Linked DNA regions of Danio rerio: regions 2 and 3 are each linked to region 1. The links are chromatin contacts, called in public Hi-C and HiChIP or PLAC-seq maps. All regions are on one chromosome and are shown on one strand. Each heading gives the region's core, a stretch centred on a gene start, on an enhancer-like site or on the middle of the called end of the contact. The rest is flanking DNA. Distances are from core to core; before and after follow the strand shown.

The links. A called contact is a pair of places that touch in the nucleus more often than the background predicts. HiChIP or PLAC-seq counts read pairs in DNA pulled down with a chosen protein or histone mark.
Region 2: a contact with region 1 is called in an H3K4me3 HiChIP or PLAC-seq map of embryo, with 2.9 times the contacts expected there. The contact joins the promoter of dot1l here to the promoter of si:dkey-172o19.2 in region 1. A contact is called at or near these places in 3 of 18 Hi-C or Micro-C datasets (caudal fin, embryo and hematopoietic stem cells) and 1 of 4 datasets of contacts at active chromatin or transcription factors (embryo).
Region 3: a contact with region 1 is called in a Hi-C map of embryo, with 2.1 times the contacts expected there. The contact joins the promoter of ell here to the promoter of si:dkey-172o19.2 in region 1. A contact is called at or near these places in 2 of 18 Hi-C or Micro-C datasets (embryo and hematopoietic stem cells).

The regions. Positions count from the first base shown.
Region 1 is chr22:20,389,833-20,394,139 of GRCz12tu, reverse strand. si:dkey-172o19.2 reads right to left here and starts at 3,045. Exons shown (of 2, transcript XM_005170532.6): 1 at 2,848-3,045; 2 at 512-2,227. The coding sequence starts at 2,223. The coding sequence ends at 1,234.
Region 2 is chr22:20,653,770-20,658,338 of GRCz12tu, reverse strand. dot1l (DOT1-like histone H3K79 methyltransferase) reads left to right here and starts at 1,487. Exons shown (of 28, transcript XM_073937797.1): 1 at 1,487-1,812. The coding sequence starts at 1,732. All of the region lies in intron 1 of LOC141380320 (a long non-coding RNA gene), which reads right to left.
Region 3 is chr22:20,735,203-20,739,804 of GRCz12tu, reverse strand. It overlaps ell (elongation factor RNA polymerase II), which reads left to right and starts at 2,439. Exons shown (of 12, transcript NM_199707.1): 1 at 2,439-2,622. The coding sequence starts at 2,488. The region is part of intron 1 of LOC141380320 (a long non-coding RNA gene); the gene reads right to left. It overlaps fkbp8 (FKBP prolyl isomerase 8), which reads left to right. Exons shown (of 9, transcript NM_200884.1): 9 at 218-1,137. The coding sequence ends at 304.

The DNA of each region.
Region 1 (4,307 bases), core at 1,796-4,295:
TAAACATATTACTTTTAATAACTCATTTCTAATAACTGATCTATTTTATCTTTGCCATGATGACTGTAAATTATATTTTACTAGATAGTTTTCAAGATACTTCTATACAGCTTAAAGTGACATTTAAAGACTTAACTAGGTTAATTAGGTTGACTAGACAGGTTAGGGCAATTGGGCAAGTTATTGTATAACGATGGTTTGTTCTGTAGACTTATGAAAAAAATATTTAGCTTAAAGAGGCTATTAATATTGACCCTAAAGTGTTGTTAAAAAAATAAAAACTGCTTTTATTCTTATTTAATAAAACAAATAAGACTTTTTCTAGATGAAAAAATATTATCAGATATACTGTGAAAATTTCCTTGCTCTATTAAACATCATTTGGGAAATATTTAAAGAAGAAAATAGTTCAAAGGGATTAAATAATTCTGACTTCAACTGTATATACATATATATACTGTATAGTGTAGATTTTGAAACTTGAATCTGATTTAAAATCAATCAAACAAATGGCTGTTATGATGATAAAACGATTATTTACTTTTATTACAAATGGACAACATCTTCATATTTGCTACATAGACATATGCAAGTTCATCATTTAATAAGCTGAAAGGAGTTTTAACTTGCAAATCACTACATGAAGCATAGCTAATATGGACAGTTCACCTAAAAATTACAGTGTTTACATAATTTACTTTACCTTCATGTCACTTTTAATGTGTGTGATTGTCTTGTACATATTTTGAAAATAGTTTTTGTACATATCAAACAGGTCAGTGGGGTCTACAACCAACTGATTGGTTGGACTAACAATTTATATGGACAAAAAATAATAATAAATTGAGACATTTTAATGTAATGAAAATCATACACATTTGGAATGACGTGAGTGTAAGTAAAACATGATGGAAGCTTCATTTTATTGGGGGTGAACTATCAATTAAAGATATATTTCGGCCAAATCTGAAAATAATTATTTAACACTTCACTTAAGCCTTTTCAAGTTTCTTTCTTCTGTTGAGCATAGAGATATTTTGAAAAAATGTTAGAAACTTATTACCACTGACCCTGTTAAAAGTTTCTAACATGTTCCTTTGTTGTGTTCAACAGAAGAAACTCATAAAGGTAGGGAACCACTTTAATTTGGGGTTAACTACAGTATGCCTTTAAAAGCCGTCTATTATCACAGTAATATAGAAAAGATAACTGTTCAGGCAACATTATTGCCGATTAAGAGTTCTCTGGGCAAAATATTCTTCTGAGCTGCCCTGAGATCTCAGCAGACAGCATGCTATACCTGCTGTTGAAGTTCCAGAGAGACTTTACTCCATTAAGAGATCCATCTGTGTCTCGCAGCGACACAGGGAAGGACGACGGCCAGCTGGGGTGAAGGGGAGACGGACGCAAAGACGACGAGCCCCAGGGTAACATCTGGCTGTTGTTCTGGCTGGCAGAGTGGCTCAGGCCTGGTAACAACTGGGGAGGGGGCGGTGAAGCCGCAGATGCTTTTTGGGCAGGAAACAATTGTGGGTGGCTCGGTGGGTCGTTGCTTGAAGAGACCTGTGGGTGAGATGCTGGATCCGCCTCTACTGGGTCAACAATGTTGTCCAAATGGCCAACCTGTGAAGGTAGGTTTGCACTTTTAGGTGGCACCCTCAAGGGCGAGATGAATGGAGATGAGCTGTGTGGTGACCAAGAGGGGTACAGATCTGGGACTTCAGCTGGAAGAGGAGCAGCACTGGTAGCCAAACCCCACAGGGAAGGCTTGAGATGGGACATAACAGGATAGGGAAAGGGCATGATGGGATGATTGACATCCAGACTTCGTGCGATTCCCATGTGATACTGCAGACTCAGCACCTCAGCCCTGAGCTGGGCATTCTCTTCGCTCAGCGCCAGAAGCTGTCCCTCCAGCATGAAGTCATTGAGTCGACGCTTCTCTCTGGACCGTTTGGCAGCCTCGTTGTTCTTCTTTCGCTTGACCCAATATGACGCGTCTTTTTTCTCTGAGGGGGTCATCTCACGTTTACGCCGTCTGCTGGTAATGAGTGGATTACGGTATGACTGGAAGTGGAAGAGTCGCCTTGCCAGTGTGGACGAGCCGGTGAGCGGAAGACGCCTCCTTAGATTTCCGGGTTCGTCTTTGCTGGCTGAGATCTCACCAGTGGAGGAAGGAAGACAAGCGTCTGCTAGAGGCTCTGGACTTCTGTTGGTACTCATTGTTCTGGTGAGACATAGAACATCACGATCAGTAGGCCCCAATACTTTGATATATACAACTTTTTGTTTTGATAACTACAGAGATCATGTAATTAATTTGTTTTATGATTACTAATGATGCTAGAATTAGGAAGCTTACCATTCATTATAACCTAAATTTGTGATCACTCACTACAGTTTCAGAACTAGAGTAAAAATAAACATGAGAAATTTGTCACCCTACCAAGGAAGCACATAGGACAAATTATATTTTTAAATGTGTAAAATGATGTCTACGACAAGAACACGTCGGGCTCGCGCTTAGCGATGCTTGGTTAGATCTGATGCACACAACCTACCGCAACTGAAGAAATCGACCATGAATAAAAGATCTTAGATATTCACCTGCTAAAATCTAGGCAATTTGTAGGTCATTTGATCTGCTTTTTAAAAACGACGCACTTTGGTTCAGAACCTATCAAAACCACATCACATCAAGCCACAACATCGTCTTCATATCTATCGATCTAGAATTAAATTTCTGCATGTTTGACCTTAGTTTTAAGTTTGCATACACAATACTAAACCAGAATCTAAAGTCTAAACTGAAGACAGCTGTCACAAGAAACATTCACTGTACCTTACCGTACACTGCTGCCACAGGAGGGATGCTGGAGTGACACTGAATTTAAAGGACATCAGCTTAAAGGTAGAGCTTTTAGACTGGAAACATGCAAAGAGTCGCACTCTGCCGACCAATGACTGTCAAGGTGGCAAATGCCTATTGCATGAAAGGAGCAGTAGTAGGTGAGGACCACGTCTTCCTTCCTCAGTCTCAGAGGCGGAGACTTAAAAACAATTTTCTCTGTGGTTTGAGATGACTCACAGTTTTGTTTGTTCTACTTTTTGATTTGAAGAAATTCTGGCAGGTAGACTCAGCATCTGTTTGCGCTTTTATATATTTATGTGTTGAATTTAGCAATAATCTATTTTATTTATTAAATGGTTTTACTCGTGGATTCAGACAAAACTGGCACAATAATAACAAGACTAAATATACACTACCTAACAAAAGTCTTGTCGCCTATCCAAGTTTAGATTACACTAATTTTACCGAAATTAAATATGATCATGTCTTGATTTTTAATTATTTAATTAGGACAGTAAGGTCTGACTGCTCAGACAAAAGTCTTGCCACTTAACAGAAATAATGTACAGTATAGAATATAAAGTCATGCTGCCGTGGAAGAAGAATTATATTGTGTATGACTTCCATGCGCTTGAAGGACTGCATCCATACATCTCTGCAATGACTCAAGTAACTTAATAAAGTCATCTGGAATGACAAAGTAAGCATTCTTGCAGGACTCCCAGAATTCATCAAGAGGCTTTGGATTCATTTTCAATGCCTCCCTCTTCATCTTACTCCAGACATGCTCAACAGTGTTCATGTCTGGTGACTGGGCTGGTCAATCTTAGAGCACCTTGACATTCTTTGCTTTCAGGAACTGTTATGTGGAAGCTGTGCTATCCTGCTGAAGACTTTGCCCTCTCCTGTGGTTTGTAATGTAATGGGCAGCACAAATGTTTTGATACCTCAGGCTGTTGAGGTTGCTATCTACTCTCTCACATGCCCCCACACTGAATGTAACCCAAACCATGATTATTCCTTCCCCAAACTTGATAATTTCTATAAGAATCATGGATCCATGAAGGTTCCAATAGGTTTTCTGTGTTATTTGTGATGATTGGGATGCAGTTTAACAGACGATTCATCTGAAAAAAGCTGCCTTCTGTCACTTTTTTTAAATGTCAAGTTATTATTTGTTGCTCTTACATCTGGGATTGACGACAAGACTTTTGTCAGGTAGTCTATGTGCATAAAAACACAATTGTATTACTACTTCATAATTGAAATGGCATATGCAAGCATGGGCATGTGCACATAGTACAATATTATTTTAATCATTCTGTATCTAGATGATTGGTCAACATCTTCATTCACAATTTAATCATCCAACAGCCGCGTATCACTGCACCACACAATTCTTAATCATTGTAGCAACATCACAATCAATATAGTGCATATATTTTGTATATGTCAG
Region 2 (4,569 bases), core at 238-2,737, 270 kb before region 1:
CAAACATATTTTGTCTTTTTTTTTTTTTAAATAATGAATTAATAAATTAAACGCCATTTTCATTTTAAATTTCCCTTGTATCAAATGTTGCAAAATGTTAAAAATTTATATTATTTTTGAATATTTGTTTTATTATATTGGCAATATGCATTAATCTTATAAAACATATGAATCAAAACACTGCAAACTCTAATGTGGAAGTGAAAAATAAGGTTTGTCTATTATCAGTGGGACATTAATAACAGTGTTACTTTCGTCCCCACAGGAACTCTTGCCATTTAAACCTGATTAACTTTTAAACTGAAATACTCAGATATTTATACTCAAGGATGTGTTATTGCACTAAATAACCTGTAGATTGATCATCATTGTGACACATGAAAAGAGAAGCACAATGTGTAATAATGAAAAAAAAAAAAAACACTACAATACTGTACATTTTGAAATTAAAAACAGAAATTTGGCGCTAACTGTGGGACACCGTCCTGAAATCATCTGTGCCACATTACTTTCGTTCAATTTCTTACACAGATGAACAATTCACTTCATAAGACCTGTGTATTGTATTTTTATTAACATTTTCATATCAAAACTGTCAATATGCAGGTAAAAATTGACTTGAATTGACTTGTATGGCTTCTGCTAAAAAATATTTTTGAAGGTTAAAAAAAAAGTCATCTATATTTTGAATGATGTAACGGTGAGTTTTTTTTTAATGTAATGTAGTTATTTTTTTACATTTTTGGCTGAAGAATCCCCTTAAAATTTGCAAAAGTGGCCTTTTATGATTCATTCATTTAATATCTTTTTTTCAGCTTAGTCCCTTTATTAATCTGGGGTCGTCACAGCTGAATGAACAGCCAATTTATTTTATTTAATTATATTATTTATGTTTTACGCAGCTGATACCCTTCCATGACTGGGAAACACCCATACACTGCCATTCACACATGTACAGTAGAGATAAATTAGCTTACCCAATTTACCTATTGTGTATGGTACAAGTCTATAGACTTGTGTGGTGTAAACCGGAGCACCCCGTGGAAACCCATACGAACACGAGGAGAACATGCAAACTCCACACAGAAATGCCAACTGACACAGCTGAGGCTCGAACCAGCAATGTTCTTGCTGTGAGGCGATTGTGCTACCCACTGCACCACTGTGATGTGGTCTTTCATTATATGTAAATTATGTTTTATATTGTTTATTGTAAATTTAAATTAAATTTAGGTCCTAAATGTTGTTTTTAAACATTTCTACGGAGATTATGAGATAAACTGAATAGAGACGTTTATTAAACATTTAATCAAAAAAGCCTAAACAATGGAACGTTTTGTACGTCACGGTTCAAATGAACGTCAGACACCTTCTGATGACGTAAAAGACTCGTTTGAGCTCTCTTCTGTGAAATGAACAAAAGAATCGATTCGCGGGAATGAATCGGACAACCCATCTCACACACACACACAAGCGCATTTTTTTCATCGTGAGCCGGTCAAGATGGCGGCGGTATTGCCGAGACGGAGCAGCCGCTCGGCTTAATCGATCACTTTCTCTAAATCATCGGGGCAGATCGGATAAAATCGACCAAATTGTCCGACGCAACTTTGTGAAATCGCCTTTGATTTGCGATATACAACGTGAGGCCCTATCGCGTTAAACCGGGTGTTTTTTCACGGAAAATGCTCTTACTCTAGTGTGTCTCGTCCATTAACTGTATTGGGGAGAATGGGAGAAAAGCTGGAGTTAAAACTGAAGTCGCCGGTCGGAGCCGAAGCTGCAGGCTATCCGTGGCCCTTACCTGTATATGTAAGTACTATCCGTCTTATTGTTTTAATATAAACCAAACCGACACCGGGATTCCCTTGCCGATCAGGCGAAGTGGGTCATGTAACGTTAGGTAGAGTACAACGTGTTTCAAACCGAGTAAATAATGTGCTAATGTTTTTAATACTAATGTCGTGTTCTATTAATGTTTTAAGATATAACAATCGCTTAAAATTAGGGCACGAGAGTGTCAGCATACCTTAAAGTGTTGGATGTAATCGTCTAACGTGCAAATGTTCATAAGGATGCCCGGAATACCACTATTAGAGGAACATTAACGTTAGCTGGACTTTAAAAGGCACAATTAGTTGCAAAAAAAGTCTTATAACCTATTATAAGTATTATATTTGAATCGCAGGAAACACTGTGTGTAGCCTGCTGACCCAGTTGGCCATCTCGTGTTATAGTGGTTGTGTTTCTAATCCTAGGAAGCTGTCTATATAGGGTGCGTGTGTAAGTTTGCAGTTCAAATGCTAAATAATATGAAATGCTGTCATTATTCAAGTATTTAGAATTCGATTACTAATATATTTTGTTGTGTGATTGTTCCAGCGACTGTTTCTATACTTTGTTTAATACGTTATTCGACGTGCTCGTAACATTTATTTTGATTAAGCTGACTTGTCATAATTGACTAAAACCGTTGTTCACAATATACCAAAACAAAGTCTGCACTTACCATTGATCTGTTCTGTTGTCGTGTTATCACTCTCTCGATTCATTGAACTACTAAATACGAGTAGTGATCCGCACACTACGAAGGCAGCTCAATAGTTTGACACACGACCGCTAGCGTTTTCTAAAACCTCCCATAACAGAGAATGCGTTTATAACGCTTTCCCGTTTACTTCAGAAAACTACATTTTGTTTATCAACAAATAGTTTGTGCATAGATTAATCCTAAAACGTCAAATTGTGTGACTGTATTCAAACGAGTGTTTATAGCGAATGAAATTGCACGCTAGCCGTCATGCTAACAGTCAGATAGCAAGGCTAGCTAACTTTATCGCTTTTTAGCAAACACTTGCAGCCGTCAAACACTAGATAACTTAAACAGGGTGAATATCTGTCAGGCATATTTGTGTACAGAACTGCGCTGGATAGATAAAGGTCAAATAAGCATCGTACCGGTGAAATATGGCACGAAGGGGTGTTAAACAAAAGGCGAGTAGTGCTTTCGGGCGAGAGGACATTATCTCCATATTGTTAGTGTTTTATTGACAGCTAGCTCTAATTTGTGTGCTGCAACTGCCATCTTAGCGTTTTAACATTGTAGGTCGTTTCTTTACACTATTGGATGTTGAATTATTCTAGTATGACAGCACATACTGTTTTGAAACATTGTATATCCTCCTGGATGTGTCAGATTTGTCACTTTTGGTCATTTGGTAGCCCTTGCTCTGGGATTGTGTTGAATTTTTGGCAGAAACATGTCTCCTTAAAGAGGCAAACTGTCACAACGACACTCGTATGGCTGACATTTCTTGAAAAACAAGTATGTAATGTTCATTAGGAAATTTGGCGATAACTGTCTTAAAACTTGCTGGACTTGAAGATTGGGTTATTAAAGATTAATTTCCTTGTTTTATGTTAGCATTGAAGTTTTTTTAAATTAACTTATTAATAGTTCACCATCTCTAAATGAACCAATTAATCTAAACTTAGATTTTTCTTCATCTGTTGAACACAAAACAAGGTATGGAATGTTGGGCAAAAGCAGCCATTGAGATCCATAGTAAACACAAAAATACTACTTTGGAAGTTAATAGGGCTACACAATACTGGAAAAAAAATCGGGCATTGCGTTATTTTGTTTCTCTGCGATATAAATTGCGATATTAAAAAACTTCACCGGATGGCTTGAATGTCTGTATTTGGGAAAAATTCTTAATCAAGATTGATTGGGTGGATTTTGTAAGGGGAAAGTTATACAGTAGAGAAAAGAGAATGAGTCAAACAAGTATTTAGGAACAGAAATTGAGTAATGAAATCTAAAATAACGCTTTATAGTCTTAATTTTATTAATAATTCAGTAAAATTATTATTCGTTAAAGTTGCAAAGTTACTTTATTGTGCCCAAATGTTTTAACTCTCTTGTGCATGCTTTTTTAAGGCATTTTATTAGAAACTTTCACTTTGTTTTGGTTATACTTTGCGATGACTCATGTATTCTCAACTTTTGTGCTTATCAACTAACGCTATGTTAACTCTGTGTGAATGGTCTTTTCTGGAAAAATTAGGGAACGTACGTGCTTCTGTGAACACCTTTTTTATGAATTTACCGGTAAAGTCGTTCTGGAAATTGTCCGGATATTTACCAGTATCACTGTGTGAAAGGGGCTAATGACAACAGGACCAAACAGTATTGCTGCTTCAGAATATTTCAGACATATTATGGACACATAGGTGGAGTAAAGCCACAGCACACGCAACAACTTGATCTTCCATCATTAAATAAATTTGATAAAATGCATGCCACATTATTTATATGCAACATTTTTTTCTGCTAGCAAGCATGTTTTTCTGCAAGTGATTTGCTGATATGCTGCAATGGCCCAAACAAATGTTTTCACAGCTTGTTGACATAATGGAGCACTTCTGTTTATGGATTGAGCCAATTAACTTATTTTATTTTGTCGTTGTCTTCGGCTTGTGTTTTCCTCATCTCTAAAGCCTTATTCATACTACCAATGGTTTTGTTGCTGGCTTTCACGCTGAATTGAAACTAGTGGGTGTTCC
Region 3 (4,602 bases), core at 1,190-3,689, 350 kb before region 1:
AGCCTTAAGGTCCAAAACAATCATGAAAGTCAATGGCCACCTTATCCAACAATCTTCAATAAACCTTCCTTTGTGTTGAACAGTTTCTGAGTCAAGTGGAGGACGCATACATTTTTGGGGGGTGAACTATACCTTTAATTAACATCAAAATGACCGTAGAGCAGCTAAACAATGACCGTTTTCATGTTTTAAACAAGTATTTGTCTTTTTTTAACAGGGTCTCAGCTGGAAGTGGCTCTTTGGGGCTACAGCCGTTGCAATTGGTGGTGTAGCTTTATCAGTCGTCATCGCAGCTAGAAATTAACTGAAGTCAGCTGTGATGGATGATGACGTGGTGCTGAAGATCTTGAGCTCAACAGGCCCCTGAAACACCTCACTGACCTTTATTGTAAAAAAAATTAGATTTAAAAGAGAAATTGTTGTATGTTTTGTTGAGCTCCATCTCACCCTGTTGGTTTTAAGTAATGTTCCCGTTTTACTTTCAATGCATGAAAGATCAGCTGGGGAAGAAATAGATGTGAGAGATAATATATAATAATTCCTATTTATGTACAGAGAAGTTTCTAGTTGTAATTAAGAGATGTGTGGATGTACAGAATGACGCTGGACCGTTTTGCTGCAGAATTCTTTGACTGAAAACAGCATTTGTGAAGTTTCGTGATCTTATTTTTGGTGAACTGAAACTTGCTTGTGAACAGTCAAGAATATGATTGTATGCTTTTTTTTTCTTCATCTTTAACTTCTAATGCTAAAGAAAGAGAACACTATTTCAAAGGTCCTTACACTTCCGTGGTACACTATTCACTATTTCTTCTGCCTTAGCTTCATAGGCTCCAAAATATCACTGCACCAAGCGGATGTGTTCAAATCAGCTGTCTCTCAATTATGTTTCCAGAATTTTTGCAGTTTTTACAGCGCCTACAAGAATTCTGTGCATTCCGTTAGAATTATTTATTTAGGATGACAGAAATGTGACCATTTTAAATTATCCTTACATTGATCGTCTCAGTTCCCCATTCCATTTTCTTTTGTTGTATTGGTAGCTTCCAACATTCCCTTTTAAGTTGTTTTGTATTTCCTCAAATAAACTTTTGCACTTTCTGTTCATATGATTGAAAATAAAGTGATTTCTTTAAACTGTTTGCTAGATGTGCATTTTCTGAAGAAGTACTAAAAGTAGTACTAAATAACAATATAACTAGCTGAGTGAAGTAGTACAATAAATATAATGTCTCGTTTGTGACGTATGGGTTCGATAAGATTAAACTTTCTATTTAACATGTGTTCGATGTGAATTGCATGATGTGACGAAAACTTGTCTTTCCCTGGAGTCTAGTGGGGCAATCCCTATTCATGGGTTTTTTTTTTCCAGGCATTGACGTTTTTCTGACGCAGTTCTGTGAAGGTTCAATCCAAATCCTTCCCCCACCCCCAGCCAAGAGTTTACATTGTACAAAACACAGCCAAACATGGTTAATTCACACATTTCAAAACGAAATGTTTCCCTTATTGTCGATAAAACTTCGAAAAGAAATCATACAGTAGTAATAAAACTATCTATCTAATGACGCCATTCATCGGTCATTTGTAGACACATCTAATTCGCGAGAAAGAATTGTTTGAGTCGGATCTTTTCAGTGAAAGATTCGAATCGGTGGATCTCGAGTAACCAATTGTGACTCAAACTACTGCTTTAAAGAATGTTTATTGTACAGTAGCAGAAATTATGTTACCACAAGCGTATATTTAAAGTCTATAACAGCAACTTTCAGCTGGGGCCATTTTAAAGATATATGAGGTTTGGTTATTGCAAAAATACCTTACTGTAAATTAAGTCAGAGAAGTATTATAATGTATTCCACTGTTTCTGCCTAGCTAGTAGCTAACTAAAGAAATAAACTTGATATATGCAAGATTTGTTTTGAAACTAACACTTCTGTATATTGTAATACTTTTTGCATAATTGTGATGTGACCAAAAGTTGTGTAGTTAGTTACAGATAAAACTGCTGACAAGAGTTTTTTTCTCATACGTTTACCACTTCTCCTAGCCAAATATATCTGTAAATGTAGATTATTAAAAATATGCCACATTTTAAGGTTTTATAAAACACTGCCACGTTTTGAAATCCTCCCAGTATCCTAAAATAAATATAATAAAGCAAGGAAAATACTTTTTTTTCATTCCTTTTTACAAAACACTTAAAATGCATAGTAATACGTACTATTAAAGGACTTTAAGCGCATGTAATATCACTGACCAGGTAAAAGAACAGGTGAATAATTTTTGAACCGGCTTTTTGAACTGCTCGAAAGAACCGAGTCGCCGGGCTCCCCATCACTGGTCATCTCTCTCGTGATTACTGCGAAGCCACGCCCCTTCCCGCCTGTACGTAATTCACGCCGGATGAATATTCATACTCTCCGCTCGAGCTGCTTGTTGCGTTCACGGCAGAGGCGCGTGAGCGTGGTGGGAAATGCGAGCAAGATGGCGGCGTTGAAGGAGGAGCAGTGTTACGGACTGTCCTGTGGAAGAGTGAGCAATGGCAGCAAAATCTCCGTCTATCACGTCAAGCTGACAGACAGCGCTCTGCGGGCGTTTGAGGACTACCAGAGCAACAAGGTAAGACGCGCGTCGAGCGCAACGCGAGGCTGGATAAACAGAGCTAACAGGCTAACAGTGAACAGCAGGCGACAGTTATTTCCCTGCCTGACAGCAAATCACCCACTCAGCTCAACACATTCCCCTTAAAACGAGCAGGAACTTCGGTGTGGCGACCCAGTCCCTGCCCTTTGCTGTTGGTGGCTTCCTTATCAAGCACTTCTTGCGCCAATGAAGCCGTTAATTGAGCCCACAGCAGGTGATAAAAGAAAATAAGTTGTTAGATGTGTGTTAGTCTGGTGGCAGACTGTCTTGTTTGGTTTAAAGCACTTGGCTGCCTGGTGGAAAAACTGGAAGTGTGTGGGGAATATTTGGTTTTATTTCCCACCTTTATTTTAGACCCAGGAAGTCTTGGAAATTACGGATTATAAAGTTTTGATAATTTAAATTATAGGTTTACATATTTCTGGTTATGCTGGATTCACAACGGGGGGCCCTCAGCAAACTTGTTAATGGCCACAGTGAATTAGTAATGGCAAAGTTAAAGATCCCCACGAGCAAAATGGTTAGATTTGGGTATGAGTAGTATGTGGTTTTTTATTATTATTTTACAGCAGTCTGTTTCTTCCAATTAAAAAAAAAAACTATTTAGAACCTTTTATGAAGCAAATGATGTTAAAATTGTGATTTATTCCACCAGATATTGGTTTTCTAACACAAAACAAACATAAACATGCCTGATAGCTTGGCACTTTATTTTTTGCTAAACAAATTTAATAAATTATTTATATGACAATTTATTTAGAATTTAGAAAAAATGTCATTTGTAGTTTACAGAATAAAATAAAAGTTATGTTTTACAGTAGGGCATAATTAAAAGTTCCGGTAGACGTTAATAAAAAACAGTTTATTGGGTGATTTAATAGATGGCATAATTAATACTCATTACAACTACTGTTTTTACGCTACTGTGATGGTTTGGTCTAGGGTTGGGGTGGGGGTGGACTTTCTCAAAATACAATACATGGAAAATTTTATAATTAATATAATAAATTCTCGTTAAACTCAGGCCTCAACTGTATCCGATCTGGCAACAACCGTTCGCTGCGGTGCAAAGTTAAAGCTTGGCGAACTCTGATATGTGTAATTGCATCACTTGATCCAATAAGAAAAATTGAACATCAAAACATGACCTCTGTACAGAAATGTAAAATATGGACCAATTGCTTATTATTTTTGATTTTTTTAATATAAATGTCTTATCTTGTTTAATCTTGGCTCTTTTCGCAGTGTCGTACTACAGATTTTCACATGCTCAAACTTGAGTGTGACTGCGGCATCATTCAGTGCAACATTTATCTAAAAATAAAACACATTTTTATCTGTACTTAAAAATGTTTTATTATATTTGATAAACTTGCTGAAAAGTTTTTTTTTTTTTGAAGGACATTAAAGAAAAAATGGAACAAAATATTGTGGAAAAAATAATTATTATTTACTTTAAAACAAAGTCTTCTCTAACAAAAAAAAAAACCTAAACATGTATGTTAGCTTGGCACTTTATTTTTTGCAAAACAAATGTAATAAATTATTTAGATGACAAATTTGTTTGATTTAAGAAGAATTGTCATTAGTAGTTTAAAGAATAAAGAGAAAGTAAAATTTTACAGTAACGTATTATTAAAAGTTCACAAATATTATTGGTAGAAGAATGTTCTATTGTCAAGCCGTGGTCTTACTGGACTTACTGGTCTCCCTATAGACTTCCATTTAAACGCATGCAAATGCATCAGGCTGGAAATGCAAGCTCGTGCGACAAGTTTCGTATTTTGCTGTGGTAAAGTCTAGATCGGATACATGACCAGCCGGAAGTACGATATGCACATCAATATAGCAGCACTTTTACTAGCACTATAACAATAATATTGGGGTGAGGGTAGGCGTTCAAAATTAATTTATTGGGTAATTTATTAGATCGCATAAATAATACTCAGTACAGCT